Regions from separate parts of the Mus musculus genome. Here region 1 is linked to region 2. The links are chromatin contacts, called in public ChIA-PET maps. All regions are on one chromosome and are shown on one strand. Each heading gives the region's core, a stretch centred on a gene start, on an enhancer-like site or on the middle of the called end of the contact. The rest is flanking DNA. Distances are from core to core; before and after follow the strand shown.

Region 1 (4,153 bases), core at 1,488-3,987, 110 kb after region 2:
ATTATTTCTGCAAACAGTCTCACTACGTAGTCCAGGCTGGCTTCTAACTTGCTATGCTCCTGCTTCAGCCTTCTAAGTACTGGGTTACATGTGTGTAAGACTTCTAGGTACTGGGTTACATGTGTGTAAGACTTCTAGGTACTGGGTTACATGTGTGTAAGACTTCTAGGTACTGGGTTACATGTGTGTAAGACTTCTAGGTACTGGGTTACATGTGTGTAAGACTTCTAGGTACTGGGTTACATGTGTGTAAAGCTTCTAGGTACTGGGTTACATGTGTGTAAGACTTCTAGGTACTGGTTACATGTGTGTAAGACTTCTAGGTACTGGGTTACATGTGTGTAAAGCTTCTAGGTACTGGGTTACATGTGTGTAAGACTTCTAGGTACTGGGCTACATGTGTGTAAGACTTCTAGGTACTGGTTACATGTGTGTAAGACTTCTAGGTACTGGGTTACATGTGTGTAAAGCTTCTAGGTACTGGGTTACATGTGTGCAATACTTCAGACTGAACAGATGACATTTCTTTCTTTCCTTTTTTTTTCTTTTGAGAAAGGGTTTTGCTGTGTGGTCCTGGAACTCATTCTGTAGACCAGATTGGCCTCAAACTCACAGAGACCTGCATGTCTCTGCCTCCTGAGTGCTGGCTGGGATTAAAGGCGTGTGCCACCACTGTCTACCAAAACCTGCTTTTTAAAAAACTTACTTTTAAGTGTGTATGTATGTGCACATTCAAAAAGAGTGTTGAATCTCATTTTCAAATGGTTCAGAGGAGTTTATGAATGAACACAGGGTCAAAATGACAAAGCAAGACAGTAACACGTTAAAAACTGGTGTGTCCAAAAAATGCCACAAGCAAGTCATCTGTGTTGCTCTTATAACTTCTACTATTTGAAATTATTTGAAAACAAAAGGGGTTCTTTAACAGCAGCAGCAGCAACAGCAGCAGCAGTCGGGCAGTAGTACACACCTTTAATCCCAGCTCTTGGGAGGAGAGGCAGGTGGGTCTCTGAGTGCTAGGACAGCCAGTGCTACATAGAGAAACCCTGTCTTGAGAAACCAAAACCAACCAACCAACCAACCAACCAACCAACCAACCAACCAACCAACCAAATAAAATGAAACCAACAGCACCAACAGCTCTTTCTACAGGCCATAACAGCTGAGGCTGAAGTGATAGCATGTAAAGTTATAAAAATCAAGGACTAGAGCCAACAGTTCTTAGGCCTTCATGAACACAGTGCTTCAAAATGAAATTCGTGGGAGTTTCACTGGAGTCACAGGCCAAAAATAAGCCTTCTGGCTTCTATCAGGCACAACTTAATGCTTTCAATTAAAACACTTTATTTTTATTATCTTCCTCAAAGAGAGGACTGTTTCTTACAGGCCAAGCTCCTTGAACAAAACAAGTCTCTGGTAGCACCTTGGGGTGAGCACACCCAGTGACAAAGCGAGTGGTAGCGATCCCAATGCTGCTCCACCTGACAGCGTGCAGGCTTCACTGATCTCCAGCAATGAGCCCTGTGCCACCGAGAAGCTATCTCAGAAAGTTAAGGGAACCCCTGGCTCTAGGAAGCCAGGAGCCCTCATCCATAATGCATCGCGGAGCATGTGTCCTCAAGTGACTTGTGCCTTGTAAGAGCTGAAGAAAGACAGTCTCCATAGTTACACGTTTAACAGTGGCAACAAGTCAGGCCTGTTATATAAGCTGAACTTCTGCCCTATCTGGGTGTTTATAAACTCTTCTGGAACAATCAAGTTCCCACTATACAGAGCATACAGTTTTGAGAGACCAATGTAGGAGCCAGGCTCACTTTCCCACAGGCATCTGCCCTTTCATGTTGGAAAAGCATGTCAAAAGAGGTCAGAGACTTGATGGAGTCTGTCACTCTGTCCCCAGGTTAGACCCGGCTGCACAGGAGAGACAAGCACCTCATCTCAGTGTCTACCTGAGCGAGGCAGTTTCTGAAAGACACGGACATTAATTTTCAGACTGAAAAAGGATGCTGGAGAAGGCTCAGGGGTTAGTCACGCTGCTCTTGCTGGTCCCCAGCAGCTCTGTCAGGTAGCTCACTTTACAACAGCCTGTAAATCTCCAGCTGCAGGAGTTTCCACACCTTTTTCTGGCCACCTACAAGAATGTGTAGTATGCACACACATGCAGGCATGCATTTAAGTTTTTGAAAATTATTAAAACTTTTAAAAAGACCTTAAAATATAAAATAATAAGGTACCTCAGTAATTAAAATCCTCACTTAAAAATATTTTTTTCAAAAAAAGAGATACCTGACAAAACAGAACTAAACCCAGGTATACAGGAAAGGTCTGGGGCTTGTCCTGGTAGTGTGTCACCCCTGGGCTTGGCTTAGATGGCTGACTACAAAGCAGCTACCTTCGCTGTCCTCACTGCCACGGCAGGACACTGTTCACTACTTTGGGATCTTGTCCACAAGAACATCCACACAGCCTAAGGACAGGCTTTCTTCAGATGGGAATTAGGACTCACCATACAAAGAAACCCTGCTGCAAACCTTACCTTAAAGAGCATAGGAAAGCACCCACTAACGACAGCAACACAAACGAGTCTACATTGAGGGAGGGAGGCCAGCAAGCCATCCCCATGACCTTTACTGACCTGCCCAACTTCTAAAAATCATTTGGTTGGTACCGAGTGCTCCTCCAGTCACACACAACGTTCTAAGGAGCCTGAGGACACTTTATTATTCAAAACAAAACACCGCCCACCTTCCAGGGTGGGGTGAGAGTGAGGAGACAAACAACAGGAAATAAGTGACCTGTGCTGTGGAGGATGGAGCTGTGGTGAAGGAGGAAGGCAGGGTGGGTGGTGAGTGGGTGGTTGGGTGAGTGGGTGGGTGGTGGGTGAGTGAATGGGTGGGTGGATGAGTGGGTGATGAGTGGGTGGTGGGTGGGTGGGTGGGTGGGTGATGGGTGGAGGAGCTCAGGTTAAATAACCAGATCACTGCAGGATACACCTGCAAAGGTGTCAAAGCCAGAGAGAATGTCTGGCACACGGAACTTGTGCTAGCTATGTTCCTGTGCTTTTATAATTTATTCTTGAGACAGGGTCCCACCGTGTAGCCCTGGCTGTCCTGGAACTCTCTGTATAGACCAGGCTGGCCTCAAACTCACAGCGCCACCTGCCTCTACCTCCTGAGTGTCGAGATTAAAGGCGTATGCCACCATGGCCATTCCTGTGCCTTTAAAGTAACAAGGAGGCTGGAGGGGAACAGTAGAGCCACAGGACTGCTGAGTGAAGAGCCGGCAGGCCCAGGGGCTGCTTGGAGGAGGGAAGTGAGCAGAGGCCTCTGGCTGCTCTGCTGAGCAGAGTGAGGAGTATGGATGGCTACATCTCAGGCCAGGGCAGCTAGGGCGCTAGCACTGCCGCACAGCCATGGCAATGTAGCCTTCATCAGGACAGCGCTAGCCTGTTCTACACTTTGAAAGCAGAGCTAACAGGATTTACTGTGGGTGGAGAGAAGTCTCCAGAGTGGCTCCAAGGTCCCAGAACTATAGCTACAAGAATACGGCTTCTTTTAACCAAATAGGCCCAGGGCTCAGCAGGGCAAGAGCTCTGGTCTGCGCACTTTTGTTGGGTATGAGTTGAAGACATTCATGCTGTCTATATAGGCAGCAGGGGGTAGGTGTGAGAAACCCCATTCCTCACAGGTGACTAATGAGACTGCTGGGGGACAGCTGTCACTGAGGGAGCCCTGGGACTCTGCTACAGCAGGAGGTGAGGTGGTATGACAGCAGCCACAGCTAAGAAAGCCGAAGCAGCAGCTAACGAAAGGGCTGAGGCCCTGCTCTTAGAATCTCTGGATTAGGGGCTGGTGAGATGGCTCATCGGGTAAGAGCACTGACTGCTCTTCCAAAGGTCCTGAGTTCAAATCCCAGCAACCACATGGTGGCTCACAACCACCCATAATGAGATCTGACGCCCTCTTCTGGCACATCTGACAGCTACAGTGTATGTATAATAATAAAAAGAATCTCTGGGCTAGCACCAGCTACATCTCCACAGGACCTGAAGGAGGCCATAGCCCAGCTGTGAGCTGAGCTGTTGTGGTTTTGGTTTACTTTGCTCGTAGCTACACCAAACTGTCCTAGAAATGGGACGTGCAATAAACACAGT
Region 2 (3,905 bases), core at 229-2,728:
GTCCCCAGCACGGCGACAGTGGTGATTGTGGTGTGTGTCAGCTTCCTGGTTTTCATGATCATCCTGGGGGTGTTTCGGATCCGGGCTGCACATCAGCGAACGATGCGGGACCAGGACACGGGGAAGGAGAATGAGATGGACTGGGATGACTCTGCCTTGACCATCACCGTCAACCCCATGGAGGTAGGCACAGAAGGGCCAACCACAAAGCGCCACGGAGACCCAGACCCTGGTCATGTGCTTGCAGGTTGGGTCAGTGAGATTAGATTAGGGGGGTCACCTTCAGATGAGGAAGCCCTTGCTGAAGGCCTCCGTGAGTAGCATAGGCAGGCAACTGACGCTCTTGGCTTCTTTACCCCAAGATGTCCGTGGTATGACAGGACTAAGCTCCGCCCCTCTGCATTGAGCACCCCATCCCATGTGAGTGGTATCCATGTTGCTAATGAGAGCGTCACCTGCCGGGTCACTTTGGCGAGGCGACTCCCAGTACCACTCAGGCCCTTCTGTCACTGTGGGGTTGGCTGTGTTTTCCTTTGTGGCTTTTAGTAGATAGACACTGGGCGATGGGGCTACAGGCTAGATTTACGCCGTCGTCTCTTTGCCAGACATATGAGGACCAGCACAGCAGTGAGGAGGAGGAAGAGGAGGAGGAGGAGGAGGAGAGCGAAGATGGGGAGGAAGAGGAAGACATCACCAGTGCCGAGTCTGAGAGCAGTGAGGAGGAGGAAGGAGGCCCCGGAGACGGCCAGAATGCCACCCGACAGCTGGAATGGGATGACTCCACACTCAGCTACTAAACCCGCACTCAGCGCCTGCTCTCCAGACTCTCTCCCAGCCCCACGGGTCCACGATGTACAAAATCATTTTGACCAGCAGGTCTGCAGACCCTTCCCCCACTGCTCAAAGTCCTCCCGTGCTTGGTGTGTGGGACCACCGGCTCCACCCTCCCCGCCCATCACCATTGCAGTTTTGCTAGAAGCTGGCGCTTCCTCCCCAGGGCAGGGGCCCCACAGCACCTCAGACCCCAAGTGTGTCTGGAGTTCCCTGTCGGCCAGGGAGAGGACACCAGCACCTGGGACCTCCAGAGAAGCCGCACTGAGCGGACTTGTCGACAGAGGGTGAAAAATTACTCCCACGCAGTCAGTAACCATTTCTCTTATTTTTAAAAGTTTTTTTATTTTTTTTTCCCAAACTAGTGCATGTATAAAGTGGGAGAGCAGAGGGGGTTAATATGTAGATGGCCAACCGACTTTTTAATATTTTGTAAATAAATTGGGATTCTGTGTGTCCTCTGTGCTAGTAGTCCAGGACAGGAATGTAAAGTCAGAATGCGGGGCCAGGAGGGCCTCTTCCTCCCTCTTCCCTCCCAAGAAACCAGGTTGGAGAGGCCCAAGTCACTGGGGCCCACCCTTGCTAGGGTTTCCGTACAGCCACGTGGCCGGGGCCATGGCTTTCAAGTGCTGTCTGGGGGGGCCAGCCCCACGAGCCTCCAACCACATTAGAGGCTGGGAACAGCCAGGATGTTGCCAAAGCCCCTGGCCTTTCCTGTACACGCCTGTGACTGGCAGCCACATGGTTTCTGCTTATTAACGTGAGCCTCCCTGTTGGTGAAATGGTGTAGCTGGGAACGGACAGCAAAGGTGCAGGCGGTCAGGCTCCTCGCTTGGAAGACCACGGTTCTGAGCAAGTCTGCACAACAGCACCAAAAGGAGACCCCGAGGCCCAAAGATAAACTGCTACAATGCTCCAGAACAATCTTTTCTCTCCTCCCCAGAGGCCCCATGGGATGCCGCGTGCTGTTGGGTTTGGGCTAAGATCTAAGACCCAGCAGATAGGAGACAGCAGGTACCACCCACACAGCACAGCTCTTCATTCACAGTCAAGAGTTTAGACTGCTCCAGCTGGGACATCCAGTCCTCGCTGCTGTTGCTGCTAGTTCGAAGGATGCCGCCGTGCTGTCTGTGGCCGCCCTCCCATGTCCTGTCCCCTGTAGCTGCTTTCTTAGATGGAAACAGGCTAACGAAGAGAGGGACACTGTCGTGTCAGTAGCCGCAGGGTCCCCTTTAAGATGTGTATATCGACACTAGGTCAGAAAGTGTATGCGTTATAATAAAGTTCTGGTTCTAACTCCAGCCTGAGTGGGGTCCATTCTGTCATGTTTGTTGGGTACGGGTTGGGGCAGGGGTTGAGGGATTTATGAAGATAGGCTGGGCTCAAACTTAAAGCAATCCTCCTGCCTCTGCCTGCTCAGTGCTGGGATTACAGATGTCCACCATGCCGGGCAAGGATTATTAATTTTTATGGTACTAAGGAATGTACCTGAAGCTTTGCACTTCGCAGACAAGGGCTCAACCAGTACACTGTATCCCCCCAAGTCCCCTTGTTATTTGAGCCAAGAACTTAAGAACATAAAAACGTTTTTATTTCTTTTCACCTGTCTTTACCTGTTGTGTCAAGGTTGCACAAACTGGTCTCAGCCCCCATCAATGAGAGGAAAAAACTTAACAAAAAACCCGTCTTCCAGCCAAGTACACACCCAACCCAGAAAGGCCGAGCCTGTGCAGAATCTGCAGCCACACCAGAGAGCACCTAGACTCTTTTCAATAAATAACATGGCATACATACATACACACACACAGACACGTTTCCTATTTCAGAGTTGGTGGGGCAGACTAGGGGTTCAGCGGGTGCTGCGGAGGCACCACCGCTCACTGCTGGACCCTGGGCTCATCAACATGAAGGGGCTCCTTGAGCCATGTTCTGGGCTGCTGGCGAGACAGCGGTGATGGTTCTCAAAGTCTCAGAATGCTACCGGGAGATCCAGGTCCTGAGGTGGCAGCTGATACATGGAGATGTGCTTGGGGTGGGACGATAAGCATGTGCGACCCCTGAGCTGGGCTCTCTAAAAGCCGGGCGGGTGGCTGGCGTTTGGATCCCTGGGAGGAGGCCGAGACTGCGTTTCTCGAGTTCCTCTGACTGCCCAGACTACACTGAATTCCGTTCTCGTCCTTGCTCACACTTTTCGAGCCTAGCTCCCCAGCTGCCTTCTGCGATTTCAGCTCTGGAAGAGATCAGTCCTGTCCGTCCATAAAGCTGCCTTGTGTGCCCCTCACACGAACTTCGAAGAGGACTTCAATTCTGGCTGGCCCTTCGTCTTGATTCGTGACCACACGGAGCTAAATGGGGCACCGGTCTGAGTGCTTCAAGGCCTGGAATACACTAACTGTAGTGGAGGCCAGGTCCCTTACCCCAGCCATCGGGGTAAGGGACAGAGTCTACATATCGTGTTCTTACCCGCAAATGAGAGGTGAGGGCGTTCCCGTACCCAAACCCAAGAGGTCGCTTCAGCAGTGCCGAGCAAGTGTGCCTGAGTCTAGAGGGAAGCTCCTGGCTTCCTCAAGAGCTGCCGGAGGCTTGGTTGGGTAGGCCACACAACGGTGGCCGGAGGTGAGCTGAGGATGGAGGCACCAGGTGACCGCCAGGCTTGTTCCAGGCAGCCTGCTGGGAGCCTGGGAAGAAGGCCCCAAGAACTGTCCTTGCTGGGCCAAGACCCACAGGTTGGAAGACTAGGGGTTCGATCCTCAAGGTGCTGTTACAGTGCTGACCGGGGATGACATCATGAGGACATCACCCCTCCCCTGCACAGAAATGCACTTCCATTTATGGCTATTCTGTTCCTTAAACATTTCGAGTCATAAATAAATTACCAGTGTAAACAAGAAGCAGTGGTGTGGTTCTTCCCCATGAGGGACAGTTCAGGCTCTGGGGTCCCTTTGGTGACCACTGGACATGCCTGGTCTCCAGGACTGTCCTTTTACCTCTAGGGCTGAAAGCCAGGAGGGAACCGCCGTATGACCACCAGGGGGCGCCTCCTACTGTCGGTTATCCTTGGACACATTGTGCGC

The links. ChIA-PET counts read pairs in DNA pulled down with a chosen protein or histone mark.
Region 1: an RNA polymerase II ChIA-PET map of effector CD8 T cells shows a contact between it and region 2, with 8 read pairs. The contact joins two enhancer-like sites. A contact is called at or near these places in 6 of 39 promoter capture datasets (the 3T3-L1 cell line, cranial neural crest, embryonic stem cells and 3 more) and 2 of 115 datasets of contacts at active chromatin or transcription factors (effector CD8 T cells and embryonic stem cells).

Annotation. Positions count from the first base shown.
Region 1 is chr4:149,756,969-149,761,121 of GRCm38.p6, forward strand. All of the region lies in intron 2 of Slc25a33 (solute carrier family 25, member 33), which reads right to left. Among named protein-coding and RNA genes, the nearest start is that of Slc25a33, 15 kb to the right of the region's middle. Within about 2 kb of position 2,738, at least 40 of the 459 cell types and tissues checked have an H3K27ac peak or open chromatin away from gene starts, as enhancers often do. A contact at or near this core is called in effector CD8 T cells, where this site is marked.
Region 2 is chr4:149,646,768-149,650,672 of GRCm38.p6, forward strand. It overlaps Clstn1 (calsyntenin 1), which reads left to right. Exons shown (of 19, transcript NM_023051.5): 18 at 1-183; 19 at 606-2,132. The coding sequence ends at 797. Pik3cd (phosphatidylinositol-4,5-bisphosphate 3-kinase catalytic subunit delta) reads right to left here. Exons shown (of 22, transcript NM_001164052.1): 22 at 2,401-3,905. The coding sequence ends at 3,873. Among named protein-coding and RNA genes, the nearest start is that of Mir7023, 6.8 kb to the right of the region's middle. Within about 2 kb of position 1,479, at least 56 of the 459 cell types and tissues checked have an H3K27ac peak or open chromatin away from gene starts, as enhancers often do. A contact at or near this core is called in effector CD8 T cells, where this site is marked.